Linked DNA regions of Hordeum vulgare: region 1 is linked to region 2. Evidence: chromatin contacts called from public Hi-C data. All regions are on one chromosome and are shown on one strand. The core of a region is the stretch at or near the end of the contact, and the rest is flanking DNA. Distances in the headings are between cores, read along the strand shown.

What was found. A called contact is a pair of places that touch in the nucleus more often than the background predicts.
Region 1: a contact with region 2 is called in a Hi-C map of leaf, with 5 times the contacts expected there. The contact joins the promoter of LOC123427193 here to the promoter of LOC123427191 in region 2. A contact is called at or near these places in 5 of 6 Hi-C or Micro-C datasets (leaf, seedling and an unstated tissue) and 1 of 1 datasets of contacts at active chromatin or transcription factors (embryo).

What each region holds. Positions count from the first base shown.
Region 1 is chr2H:551,964,716-551,971,257 of MorexV3_pseudomolecules_assembly, reverse strand. It overlaps LOC123427193 (probable serine incorporator), which reads left to right and starts at 1,795. Exons shown (of 13, transcript XM_045111175.1): 1 at 1,795-1,918; 2 at 2,045-2,295; 3 at 2,419-2,495; 4 at 2,799-2,958; 5 at 4,518-4,542; 6 at 4,643-4,732; 7 at 4,854-5,025; 8 at 5,600-5,673; 9 at 5,762-5,831; 10 at 6,290-6,361. The coding sequence starts at 2,127.
Region 2 is chr2H:551,808,565-551,815,519 of MorexV3_pseudomolecules_assembly, reverse strand. It overlaps LOC123427191 (probable leucine-rich repeat receptor-like protein kinase At5g63930), which reads left to right and starts at 2,859. Exons shown (of 5, transcript XM_045111173.1): 1 at 2,859-3,015; 2 at 3,311-6,340; 3 at 6,491-6,869. The coding sequence starts at 3,406.

The DNA.
Region 1 (6,542 bases), core at 546-3,045, 160 kb before region 2:
TTTTACGGGTTAGTGAAAACCGCGGCAGAACAGAACCCGCACCGCGGAACTGTAAAAATTCAATCTTACATTTTGACATCAATTCTACTGATTTGTATCAAATTTGAACAATCAAATATAGTTTGCTTGCTCGATGTCGATGATGTTGTCGTTCAACAAGTGTACGAACTCGACAATCTCAATGTGCAAACCATCCCTACATTCACAACCAATAATTTACGAACAAACGTAAATGGCGAACAAAGAAAAAGGTTTCATATCTTGCATCCATTTCGTCGAACACATTGTCCGCGGCAGTAGCATTGCCGTCCGCGGACATCCTCGGGTTGTTCTCGTCGGTGCAATCGAAGGAGGCATTGGCGGGGTTGCTCTTGTGGCCGCCTTCTTGTGCTTTGCACCCGAGACCTTGCCTTTCCAGGTCGGCGCAAGTCTCCTCGAAATCACAGCGTTGTCGGCAACGGTGGCAGCGGACGTGGGTGCCTGCCCGATGGGGGTTGCGGATAAGCCGCCCTGGATGACGACGTTGCTCTACCGCTTGCGGGGTGGCGCAGACGAGGGTTGAACGGCCACGGGCGCGACATGGCCTGCGACGAGATCTGGTGGAGGGTTCGGCGCGTGGCTGACCTCCACGGTGAAGTACGAAGGCTCCAAGGCTTCCATGGCGGCAATGGGCGGACACAAATGGTGCTCCGAAGCGGCCGGAGGAAGATCAACGGAGGCGGGCCGAAGTGGAAGCGGAAAGTGTCGTGCGAAAATGTCCTTCCTGCCAAAAATCTCTGCCGGTAGGGGTCGAGCTCGGATCGCACTCCCAGTCCATGAATTTACAGGTTAAGGACAAACTTTTACCGCGCCTTATAATTGTTTTTACAGTTTCGCAAGTGATACGGGTTTTATTCGGGATACTTTGTTGGCGTGGAATTGTAAAATGATGATTATTTTGAGGGTTCGCACGGGTCTTTTAGAGTTGCTCTAATAAGTTTATCGAGGAAAAGGACAAACACAAGAAGGTACTTCAAGAAGAAACGGCAAACCAATATGTTTTTGAATATTTAGAAAGACAGTGGTATCCCTAGCTTACGAGAGTTTAAGTTTTAGACTTGACATCGATGCTTACATTTTTCTGAATTTATTTTAGGCTTTCCGACGATGTGCCTTGAAAGGTGTTTATAGGATAGGGTATATGTATGTGTTCATAAAAATGTGTGTATATATATGTATGAACATGTATGTATGTACCTTGTTAAAAAAACAATCGTGATGTCAGTCTGTCCCCGAGCACGAAAACGCTTTTTATCGCTTCATCAAATCTCGAGTGACCTCTATTGGATTGGAGTACTAGTATTTGTTCACCAAACCTCAAGAAACTCCTAAAGGCATCAACAACTTTCCCAAACGAGTGAACCAAAACCAAACCACGGGAAACAAAAGGCGCACGAGGCTGAGTCTTCGGTTTCGTCCGGGCAACACCTTGGCCAGCAAAACTTCCTTACTTAACATTAGCCCTTTTTCGGACAAATTCCTTCGGTTTAACCCTACCTCGGCGAAAGCACAGCCAACGCTGCCACCAACGGAGAGGTCGTTTCCTTCTCCGTGCGCGCCGTCCGGTTTTAAACGCCATCGCCGCGCCCCAACGGTCGTGGAGCAGCGCTCGCTTCTAGAAAACCAATGGGGCCCACGGCCGTAACCCGTACAGCCCTGCGATCTGCCCATCGGGCGGCCCAGACCGCTCTCCTCCGACCAGAGCGGCCTGCCGTGCATGTTTTAAAGAGGCACGCGTCCGAGCCAGGTGAAGTCATGCACGCACTGACCCGAGTGAGACGGGACGGAGCAGACAGTGAGACAGAAAGTAAAGAAGCACCACCAGCTCCGCACCGCCGTGGAGCCGCCTCCCTCCTCCGCCGGATTTGCGGCACCGCCGGTGAGTCCTCCTCCTTCTTCCTTTACCCCCCTCCCCTCCCTCGCCCGTCCGAATTCCGGACGGCATTGTTGGTCAAGCTTCAGCGAGCCAGCGACCTCATCGATCCATGGCTTGTTAGTTCCGCAGGACTCGACCCGAGCCTACCGAGAAGACCATTTTGTTCGCCGAGAGGAGGAGCAACGGCGATTGGGTCTACGAGAGAGGGGATATGATCAAGATACAAGCCCCGGAGCTGTACAGGGACAGCGGCGCGTACGAGGCGAGGAAGAGGCAGTCGCTCAGGGCGCGCTACGTCTACGGGCTCATCTTCTTCGCCACCAACCTGCTGGCCTGGTTCATCAGGGACTACGGGGCCAAGCTGCTCGGCGGACTGCACCGTACGTTCGCCCTCTGCATTTCCATCCAGACCTTCTTCATTTGCCATGAACGAACGATGGAAGAAGCATTCTGAATTTGATGTGCGTTGTACTGCGCTGCTGTCTGTCTGCTGTGATCTTCAGATATCCCGGTCTGTGGAGCAGGGGACTCCAAATGCTTCCGTTCTGGAGGGGTGCTCCGGGTTAGTTTGGGTTGCTTTGTATCCTTGTTTTATATACCGAAACAGTCATCCTTAATTTACATATACAAGGATATAGGAATTGTTTTGCACCTGAATTTACGGTGCACCGCTGCAGTCTGCATACTGCCGTTGAGACAATTGCATTTTGCATAAGGTGCTCAAGGGGTAAGCGGGAAGTGATTCAGGTGAAGTTAGGCTGTTCTGCAGTACCGTTTTCACAGTCCTAGGCAAAACTAAAATTGCACGTAAAGAAGACACGTGAGCAATGAGATCAATGAAATTGTTTGTGCCTTTTGTTCACTTCCTTAAATCAATTGGTAGATATTTTTCTGGCTGATGTTTGCCACAACGTTTGGAACACGCAAGCTCCAGGGAGTTCGTAATTCGTGGCATTCTGGATGCTGGGTTCTCAAGTTTCTTGTGTATGTCGCGTCAATCGTCACCCCATTTATCATCCCTAACATATTCATCCAGCTCTATGGTAAGTTCCTTTTCTCCCCATAATTGTCACTTATAAACGGTAATCACTTCTCCGCTCACTGCCCGGTGTACCATATTGTAGTTGCTGCAAAGGGTGCATGACATGGCTGCCTTAGTACATGTGCATAGTCATACACTTAAAATTGTTGCTTTCCTTCGCTCAAAATAAGTTTATTTCCTTTCAATGTGCCATTGCAAGGATTTGAAATTTGGAAACTGTAAATTCCTGTAGTACAGTTACAAAGAGAGAAAATAGTCAATCTAATGTTTACACTCAGCCCAACTTCTTAAAATACCCGAACTTCCCTCAGGCCTCGTTTGGTTAAGGGGGATTTGGGAGGTTTTGAGAGGGAGGGATTTCAGGGGATTGGGTGAATCCCTTTTTTCACCCAATCCTCTCAAATCCCCGGGGCTTTGCTTCCACTAGTCCCTACAAAAGGGTTTTGAAACACATGGATAGGAAGGGATTGAAGGGGAACAGAGGGGATTGGGCTAAGCAAACCCCTCCTATCAAATGGACGCCCGAGGATTTGTGGGGTTTCTAGCCCTCCCGGGGATTTTCCTCTCTAAACCTCCACAATCCCCCTTATCCAAATGAGGCCTCAAGGTGGAAATACAAAGTTGAGTTTAAAAACAACAGTTGCATTTAAATACAAAAGGACTGGAATTTTAGATGTACATCCTGGGATGAATTGTGAGCTTAAAGTTTGGGAAGGTAGAAACATCAATGTGATGTTTTACAACAAATAAAACAGCACCCTAGTTACACACAATTTGTTTTGTAAATACCACAAAAATTAACATTAAGTTTTGAGTTTACTAAATACATGTAGAAGTTTTTCAGATTTTCTCATCACATGGAACTGTGTTTTTCTTGTAATCTTTTTATGGTTAGAGACTCGGAGTGGTACAATGACCCCATTTCACCTCCACATTTTACCTCTTTGCAATGGTAGTGCAGTGATTAGCATGTTTGCAATTCCATGTTTCACATCTTTGCAATGGTACATTGGCAATTCTCCCTCTTCTCTAAGCAATATATAGCAATATATCGGAGAGGCTAGGATGTACTCCCTCCTACCTAAATATAAGTCTTTCTAGAGATTTCACTAGGTGACTACATATGAAGCAAAATGAGTGAATGTATACTCTAAATATGTCTATGTAGTCCCCTAGTGCAATCTCAAAAAAGACTTATACTCCCTCCGTTCCTAAATATAAGTCTTTTAAGAGGTTTCACTAAGGAGACTACATACGGATGTATATAGACATACTTTAGAATATAGGTTCACTCATTTTGCTTTGTATGTAGCCCTTTAGTAAAATCTCTAAAAAGACTTATATTTAGGAACGGAGGAAGTATTTAGGAACGGAGGGAGTAGGTGTCAAGGCCAAAGCGGCAACTTACAGATCATCCTTTATTATTTGGGAAAAGCAAGTGAAAACATGACATGACAACTAATTCTAAATAATTCTGTGGTATTAGTTCCATTATAACTTTGCATCTGAGTAGCTTAAATATTAGTGGGCTGAAATAAATCTCTTCCATATCCTCTGCAGGTGAAATTGCTCGAATGGGTGCCGGGTAATTTTAATGTTTCGGATATATATTACTGAGATTTGAGAAGTTCCAAGCCTTGCATGTTGCAACGGTTTTCGTTAATTTATGTTTCATATTCCTCCAGGATATTTCTCATTCTCCAGCTTATAAGCATGCTCCACCTCATATCATGGTGCAATAAACGTTGGATGCCAGATCCTGGATCAAATCAATGGTACATGATTATTTGAATGCTCAGACATTTAATTAGCTGTGTTCTGGTGTCTCAATTACTTCAACACAATGCTAAAACTATTTCAGGCCATGACAAGGATGATGTTTTATGTGCTTTTCAGCGGCCTGTTTGGATTGTTCTTGTCAACGCTCTCCTTCATTGCCTCATTTGCCGGAATCCTCGTGCTATATATTCTGTACGTTCCAAACTCATCATGCGTGTTCAACATATTTACTATTATATGGACGGCAGTCCTAGTGAAGATAATGATGGCGGTGTCACTACACTCAAAGGTACGAGAATATTGCAGCCCAAGGCCTCAACTTAGTACGAGAAGATAATGATACAGTATTCAACCAGGAACTTTTTAATTGAGATAAATGTTGACAAAAGAGAGGATTCAGAAGACAAAAATGTAGTAGTGTTAAACATAATTAATAGGCAAATTTCAAATAAATAAGTGGCATTAGGAGCAGAAATAAGTTGAAATGATACATTTTGGGAAATGATCAGTCGGCACAAGAAAGAAAGGGCATATGTTCACTTACAATAAAGAAAATGGCAAATGGTTGCAGACTTGCAGTTACATGAACTTTGGGGCAAATGATCAGATATCTACCCTATCGCATTGCTTCCCATTACCACTCTAGATGTCTACTAGGTTCAGAACAACAGATCATTCCACTTTATACATTATTTTGCTTGTGCTACTGTTCTACAAATGCTATCAATACTGGTGTCCTATTGCTGCAGTGCTGCACCTCTATGTTTAACTGATACCCGAAACTGTTTGCGCTCAGTTTTTGCCTTGCATTGCTTCAACCTGCATAATGTGTACGATTTTAATTTATTTTACTTGCTAAAAAGGTTAATGAGGGTCTTCTATCTTCTGGAATAATGGGCTCATATATTGTGTTCCTCTGTTGGTCTGCACTACACAGGTATTATCTTATCCTTAGATTTATATTCCTCATTTGCCCTTCTACTTGGCATTGCATACGACTCATTTTCATGAATTGCAATGTGCAGTGAACCACGAGCCGGAAAGTGCTACACTGAGATGAAAATTGGCAAGGATGGTAATTGGGCTACTATAATTGTAAGTGAAAAATGTTAGTTTCTAAACTATCACCTAGTTGCGCTCTTGGGAGATTATTGTACCCTGAAATTGGCATCGATATTTATCTGTACTGTACATTTGATTGGTTTCAAGATTGAAGATTCCCAATCTGCACACACAAAAAAGATTCCCAGCCTGCAAATTTTGTAAAGACCACCTAGCGCCTCACCTGAACTAATGAGTGGATCCCATTTGTTCAGCTTTATTAAGGGCCTACCGCAACTATGCGGGTGGTTTAGTCATACACATATCTTAGTGATGCACATCATGAAGAATTATAAGGGGTGGTCGGGTTCGCAACATATTTCCGACAGAGTGCACTCGCAATATATGTTAAGCATGTTCACTGTATTTTCTGGATGGGCATATCTTCGCTTTTAGTTTGTGCTGGTAAATTCAGTCTCGATGTTCTAATTAATCGCTTTGTGCTTTGCTAGAGCTTCATTATTGCGATTTGCTCCATTGTGTCGGCCACGTTTTCTACTGGAGTCGATAGTAGATCCTTTCAAGTAAGTTTCAACTATGAATTTTCTGCATAGCATTTGAGTTCTTGATATGTGGAAATGATCCTTTCTCTGCACCCTGTTTCCACGCGTAAGACAAAAAAAATGAATCAATTCCAGTTCAAGGTTAAGCAAATGATGATATACATCTTTGCTAACTGAAAGAGCTAATTATTTAATTCTGACT
Region 2 (6,955 bases), core at 1,610-4,109:
CAGTAGACGCCGCGACCAGGGACCTCAGATCCGCCGTCGTGCCGTGCCTAGACGTGTTGAGGTTGTACAGTCGGCCTAACATGTAGCCCTGAGGGGAAATAAAGTGCGGGGGCGGGGGCATCAAGACGTGGGTGACGCCGACGTCGGTTATGTCGCCGACCTAGGCCAGCGTCATCCCCAGCCACCTCGCACCATGCCTCCCCTAGATCCGCTTTCGTTGGGCGTCATCGGCCCGCCCTCTTCTCCGCATGCTGGGAGGACGGGCGAGGCCTCCCGAGGCGAGGCAGGGAGTGCGAGGGGGTCGGCCGGCGACGCGTGCAAGGTGCGTGAGGCATGCGAGCGGGGAGGGCGTGGAGAGGAAGCAGGCGGCGGCCATTTGGGAGTGGGAGGGAAGTGAGAGCACAGCAACGGCATCCGATCAATGTTGACTAGGTTGACCAATCAACTCGACTGAATATAGAGCTATACGACGAGCTAGTAACGGTCACCTTAACCCGTATATAATGACCATAATAAACATATTTTAAAGGCGAGTGGTAATAAGCATATTTTAAAGGCGAGTGGCCGTAGTGAGCTTTCAACTCAAATACACTGCTCTTTATAATACTGGTCAGTTCTCACATTACAAAGTCATAACACCGGCCAAAAAATATATATGCACAAACGTGTGTATGAAACCTATGGACATATTCAATTGTTCGGGGGCCGATGCTCTAGTCTTCCCGGAGACTTTCTTCCCCAGAATAAAGGGAAGTCAGAGCGCTCTAGTTATCCTAGGGTTTGATCCATTCTTCCAAAGGGTAGATATGTTTCAGAGCCGGGTTTCAGCGAATGGTATTGCTATACACTATTTTTTTTCTGGGAGAGAAGGCGATTTTTGTTGACCTAGCGCAGGTATAATACTCGCGTACAAGTACGACCAGTACTGCAATTCTTACGTTTTTATTCTATATAGAATGGGTTAGACCCGGATCAAATCCGAAAGATAAACTTAAGGTGAAGGACGTGTCATGTTTGAATTTCGGCGTGCAAAGGCATCGTTGCTCGGGTCGTCTTTCCCCGGAAAACCCGGGCAATGCGTTTTGCAGAGCAGAGAAGCTTCTCCTCTGGGGTGCCAACGGTGCCTCGAGTCCATGCGCGGCACAGTTGGCCGTGCACGTGGAACGCCGACCCATGCATCTGTCGCGGGTGGAGGATTCCCGCGGTTTGTGCGTGCCATACATCAGTCAGTCAGTCCTCGACGTCGCACTGATCCATCCATCCATCCATGTAAAGAAAAGAAAAGAAAAGAAAAGAAAAGTTGACAGCAGGGTGAGTAAACTAGAAGGCACCCCGGTCCATCCGTGCACCTCCACCTCCACGTCCCTACCTAGAGAACTGCATAGGTATTGCACGCACTCGCACGCACGTAAAGGAGCACATCCTTCTTTTTGCTCGATCTCACTCGCGCACCCCAAGGCCAGGCCAGGTAGCACGACGACTGCTGCTACTCCAGCCCGGAACGGACCAGAGACGGCGAACCGTGCGAATTTCCCATGACCCGGAGGGAAAACCGACGGCCACGAACGAACTCGGGGCAACCGATCACACGCACACGCGATGCTTTGGTGGTGGTGGCAACTGGCAAGCGTGCGCATCTGCCTTTCTCCGTGTCTCGACATGTACAGGGCCGGCAACCCGTGCAGTCACGTACTCCTACGCAGACGCAGCGGCTGAGCTCACCCGTGAGCCATCCACCCATCGCCCATTATGAGTTGATGACAGGACAAAGAAAACCAATCAGTTCCCATCCAAACCCGTAGAGACACGCATGGAAGACGTACAGTATGATTAGCGCTATTTTGTCACGACCAGACAAGACCAGACCGAGACCAGTATGATTAGCACCGGTATTTCCTTTTTCTGGAGCGACAGATAATCACGGCTGTTCTCCCAAACCAAACATACGTCCTCGGCACTGTGCAGCCGGTGCCGCCCGCCAACACGGCCTGCCTACCCTACCCTGCCCTACCACTACCGGTACACACACACGCACACGCACACGCACACACTAGCACCGAGTACGTAACTCCAAACCCCAGCAGCACACAAATTAAAGGCCAGAAGCAACAAGAGAAATTAAAGACTACACTAGACTAGAGTTAGGGAGAAAAGCGCCGGGGTGGGGCCGGCCGGATTAGGACGAAAAGCAAAGCTCGAGCGGAAGCAAGCAAAGAGGGGAAGGGAAGGGAAGGGAAGCAAAGGGGGGCCAGGCTAGATCGAGGGAGAGGGACCGCCCGCGAGCGATTGCTACGCTTCGCGAGCGTGCTTGCCTGCCATTTCCTCCCCTCCGTCCGGCCCGAGCCAACTTCTTCTCCCCACCCCCCCTACCACCACCAGTCCACCACCTCCATCACCTCCCCTCCTCCCCCTAGCTAGCTAGCTAGCTATCTCGCCATCTCCCCTCATCTCCCTCTCTCCCTACTCCGCTGCGGCGCGTCCGTCTCTTCATCGCCCATTCACCACTCTTTGCCCGGCGCGGCAGTGAGCCGGCGCCAGAGCGCGGCCCAGCGGCGGCGGGACTGCGGCGTGGCGGAAGCGCGGCGGAAAACGCGGTGAGTTGGAAAGCCTCTTACTTTGCTCTTGTTGCGGGCGTGCGCGCGTCCGCATTAATGCGCCCTCCTGGTGCGCCGTGCTGTACCCTCGCGCGATGTGCTGCTGGCTTGCGGTTGTAGGGGGTGGGGGTGGCGTTAGTTACTGCGCGCAGCTCGCTCGCTCGCTCGCTAGCTCTGTGCGGAGTGAAAGGCCCGCTCCTAGATCTGTTTCGGACGGGGTGGCGGTGGCGGTGCGCGGCGGTGCTGTTCATGGGTCCCTCCCTCCGATGGGCCGGGGCCTCCCGCGATTTCAGGGGGACGCGGCCCCTCCTCGGTTCTTATTGGGTGTTTCAAACATCCTTGTCTGCAAATATACATGGTGGGATTGGTGGCCGGCTACTCCTGTTCCGGTTTCCTTGATTGGTCCTAGCCTGAATCAGGAGTAAGCATTATTTTCATACGAGGGGTGATTCGATTCTTGTCGCTTTTCAGTGATTCTTCCCGGTGTTAGATTCTTGATTTGGAGTTCCTGAATTTGATTCTTAGTACTAGTACTATAGCTTTCATTCCTGCTCTGGATCGTCGTGCTGTCCATTCCTCTGAAAACGAAGGCCATGCAAAATAGAAGTAGTACTACGTAGCATCCTGCGGATAGTTATGCTGTTGGAATCTTTCCAGAACAGAAGCATTTCATTTGCGTCATGTTCTAAAAATTCTCTCCTTGCATTCTGTTTCAGGAGGTCTGGAAGGCGCAGAGATGCACAAGGCTATAGCAGTTGTTCTGCTCCTTGTTCGGCTCTGAGCATTGGTTGATTTGCAAAGTGAAGATAGCATGGGCCCTGGGACGGCATCGGCGTCCTGGGGTTTGCAACTCGGCGTGGTGCTGGTCTTTCTGCTGGCCTCTGGCTGCCAGGGGCTGAGCCATGAGGGCTGGCTTCTCCTGGGTCTCAAGAGCCAGATGATTGACACTTACAACCACCTTGACAACTGGAACCCGAGGGATCCATCGCCGTGCGCATGGAGGGGTGTCAACTGCTCCTCGTCCTCATCGTCGAGGCTAGCAGTGGTGTCTCTCAACGTCAGCAACATGAACCTGTCGGGCACCGTCGGCCCCGGCATTGGCGGTCTTACTGAGCTCACTAGCCTTGATCTGTCCTTCAATGAGTTCTCTGGAACCATCCCTCCGGATATTGGGAATTGCTCAAAACTGGTGTTGCTCAACTTGAATAACAACAATTTTGACGGTACAATCCCCCCTGAGCTCGGGAAACTGGTCATGCTGACCGGATGCAATCTGTGCAATAACAGGCTCCATGGTCCAATACCTGATGAGATTGGTAACATGTCATCACTTCAAGACTTGGTGGGGTACAGTAACAACCTCTCCGGTTCTATACCACATTCCATCGGCAAGCTCAAGAACCTGAAGACCATTCGGCTTGGACAGAATCTTATATCTGGCAGCATTCCTGCCGAGATAGGTGAATGCCGTAACCTGACCGTGTTTGGTCTTGCACAGAACAAGTTAGAAGGGCCTTTGCCAAAAGAGATTGGGAGACTGGGTCTTATGACAGACCTAATCCTGTGGGGAAATCAGCTTTCTGGCCCCATTCCTTCAGAGATCGGAAATTGCACAAATCTCAGGACAGTTGCCCTTTATGATAATGATCTGGTTGGTCCTATACCTGCAACAATTGGGAACATTACTTATCTTGAGAAGCTATATCTTTACAGGAATTCCATAAATGGTACCATTCCATCTGAAATTGGGAAGCTTTCTTTTGCAGAAGAGGTTGATTTTTCTGAGAATTTCTTAACTGGAGGGATACCAAAGGAATTTGGCAACATACCAGGGCTGTATCTACTCTACCTCTTCCAGAATCAGCTTACCGGCTTTATTCCTAGTGAGTTGTGTGGATTGAGGAACTTGAGCAAGCTTGATCTTTCGATCAATTCACTCACCGGCCCAATTCCAGCCGGATTTCAGTACATGACCAAGCTAATCCAGTTGCAACTCTTCAACAATATGCTATCAGGGGACATACCTCCAAGGTTTGGCATTTACAGTCGACTCTGGGTGGTGGATTTCTCAAATAACAACATTACAGGGCAGATACCTCGAGATCTTTGTAGGCAGTCAAACCTTATTTTGTTGAATCTGGGGTCTAACAAGTTGACTGGAAACATACCTCACAGAATCACCAGCTGTAAATCCTTGGTGCAGCTTCGTCTCAGTGACAACAGTCTGACAGGAAGCTTCTCCACTGATCTCTGCAATCTGGTGAATTTGACAACAATTGAGCTGGCTCGAAACAAGTTCAATGGCCCCATTCCTCCTCAGATAGGGAATTGCAACACTCTGCAGAGGCTTAACCTTGCAAATAATTATTTCACATCTGAGTTGCCTCGAGAAATAGGGAACTTGTCAAAGCTTGTGGTCTTCAATATCTCGTCTAACAGGCTAGGAGGAAGCATACCGCTGGAGATCTTCAATTGTACAACGTTGCAACGTCTTGATCTCAGCCAGAATAGCTTTGAAGGTTCATTGCCAAATGAAGTTGGTAGACTGCCTCAGCTGGAGCTTCTCTCGTTTGCTGATAATAGGCTATCTGGACAGATGCCACCTATTCTTGGTAAACTTTCACATTTGACAGCACTGCAGATTGGTGGCAATCGATTCTCCGGTGGAATACCAAAGGAGCTGGGCCTGCTGTCAAGCTTGCAGATTGCCATGAATTTGAGCTATAATAATCTCTCAGGGAATATACCATCAGAGCTTGGCAGTCTTGCATTACTGGAAAGTTTGTTTCTCAATAATAACAACCTGACAGGTGAAATCCCAGATACATTTGTAAACCTGTCAAGTTTGCTTCAGCTCAATGTCTCGTACAATAATCTCACAGGTACTCTCCCCCCTGTGCCGCTTTTTGACAACATGGTTGTCACCAGCTTTATTGGAAACAGAGGACTCTGTGGTGGACAACTTGGCAAGTGTGGATCTGAGTCACCCGCCTCTTCCCAGTTATCCGACTCGGTCAGTCGCCCTATGGGCAAGATCATAGCAATTATTGCCGCCATTATTGGAGGAGTTTCACTTATTCTTATTGCCATACTTTTGCACCACATGAGGAAACCATTAGAAACAGTAGCCCCTTTGCAAGACAAGCAAATTCTATCTGCTGGGTCTAACATTCCTGTTTCTGCGAAGGATGCGTATACATTTCAGGAACTGGTCTCTGCTACAAATAATTTTGATGATAGTTGTGTGATTGGACGGGGTGCTTGTGGAACTGTGTACAAAGCCGTCCTGAAGCCTGGGCAGATAATTGCGGTAAAGAAGTTGGCTTCTAACAGGGAAGGAAGCAACACAGACAACAGCTTCCGTGCAGAGATCATGACTCTTGGAAAGATAAGACATCGTAACATTGTGAAGCTGTACGGTTTCATCTATCACCAGGGTGCAAACCTTTTGTTGTATGAGTACATGCCAAGAGGCAGCCTTGGAGAGCTACTTCACGGGCAATCTTCTTCTTCCCTTGATTGGGAGATACGCTTCACGATAGCCCTTGGGGCAGCTGAAGGGCTTTCATACTTGCATCATGATTGCAAGCCTCGAATCATCCACAGAGATATCAAGTCAAATAACATTTTACTTGATGAGAACTTTGAAGCTCATGTTGGTGACTTTGGGTTGGCCAAGGTGATTGACATGCCAATCTCAAAGTCGATGTCTGCAATTGCTGGTTCATATGGCTATATTGCACCAGGTGAGTCCTAAGTTTTCTCCACATCCTACAAAACAAATTCCATTTGCATATCACTGCTATCTTACCCTACATGTTTTTTTTTTACTTGAATCTGTAGTTAGGCAATGATTGGCCAACAAAGTACTGATCTAGTTCTTTTCATTTGATCAGAATATGCCTACACCATGAAGGTAACCGAGAAATCCGACATATACAGCTATGGTGTCGTGCTGTTGGAGCTGCTAACAGGCCGTGCGCCTGTGCAGCCGATAGAGCTGGGAGGTGATCTGGTAACATGGGCCAAAAATTACATCAGGGACAATTCTCTGGGTCCAGGGATCTTCGATAGCAATCTCGATTTGGAAGATAAAGCCGTCGTCGATCATATGATCGAGGTCCTGAAAATTGCTCTGCTATGTAGTAACCTGTCGCCGTACGAGAGACCGCCGATGCGGCATGTTGTAGTTATGTTAAGCGAGTCGAAAGACAGGGCCCGGGCGAGCTCGGCGTCGTCGCCTGCTTCTGATCGTTCTTCGAAGAAGGATAGCTCATGATGTATTTATATATATAAGTTCAGTTAGTGAAAGGCAATCAATACCCGTTGCCCCCTTTCCCCTGTTGCTTATGGTGGGGATG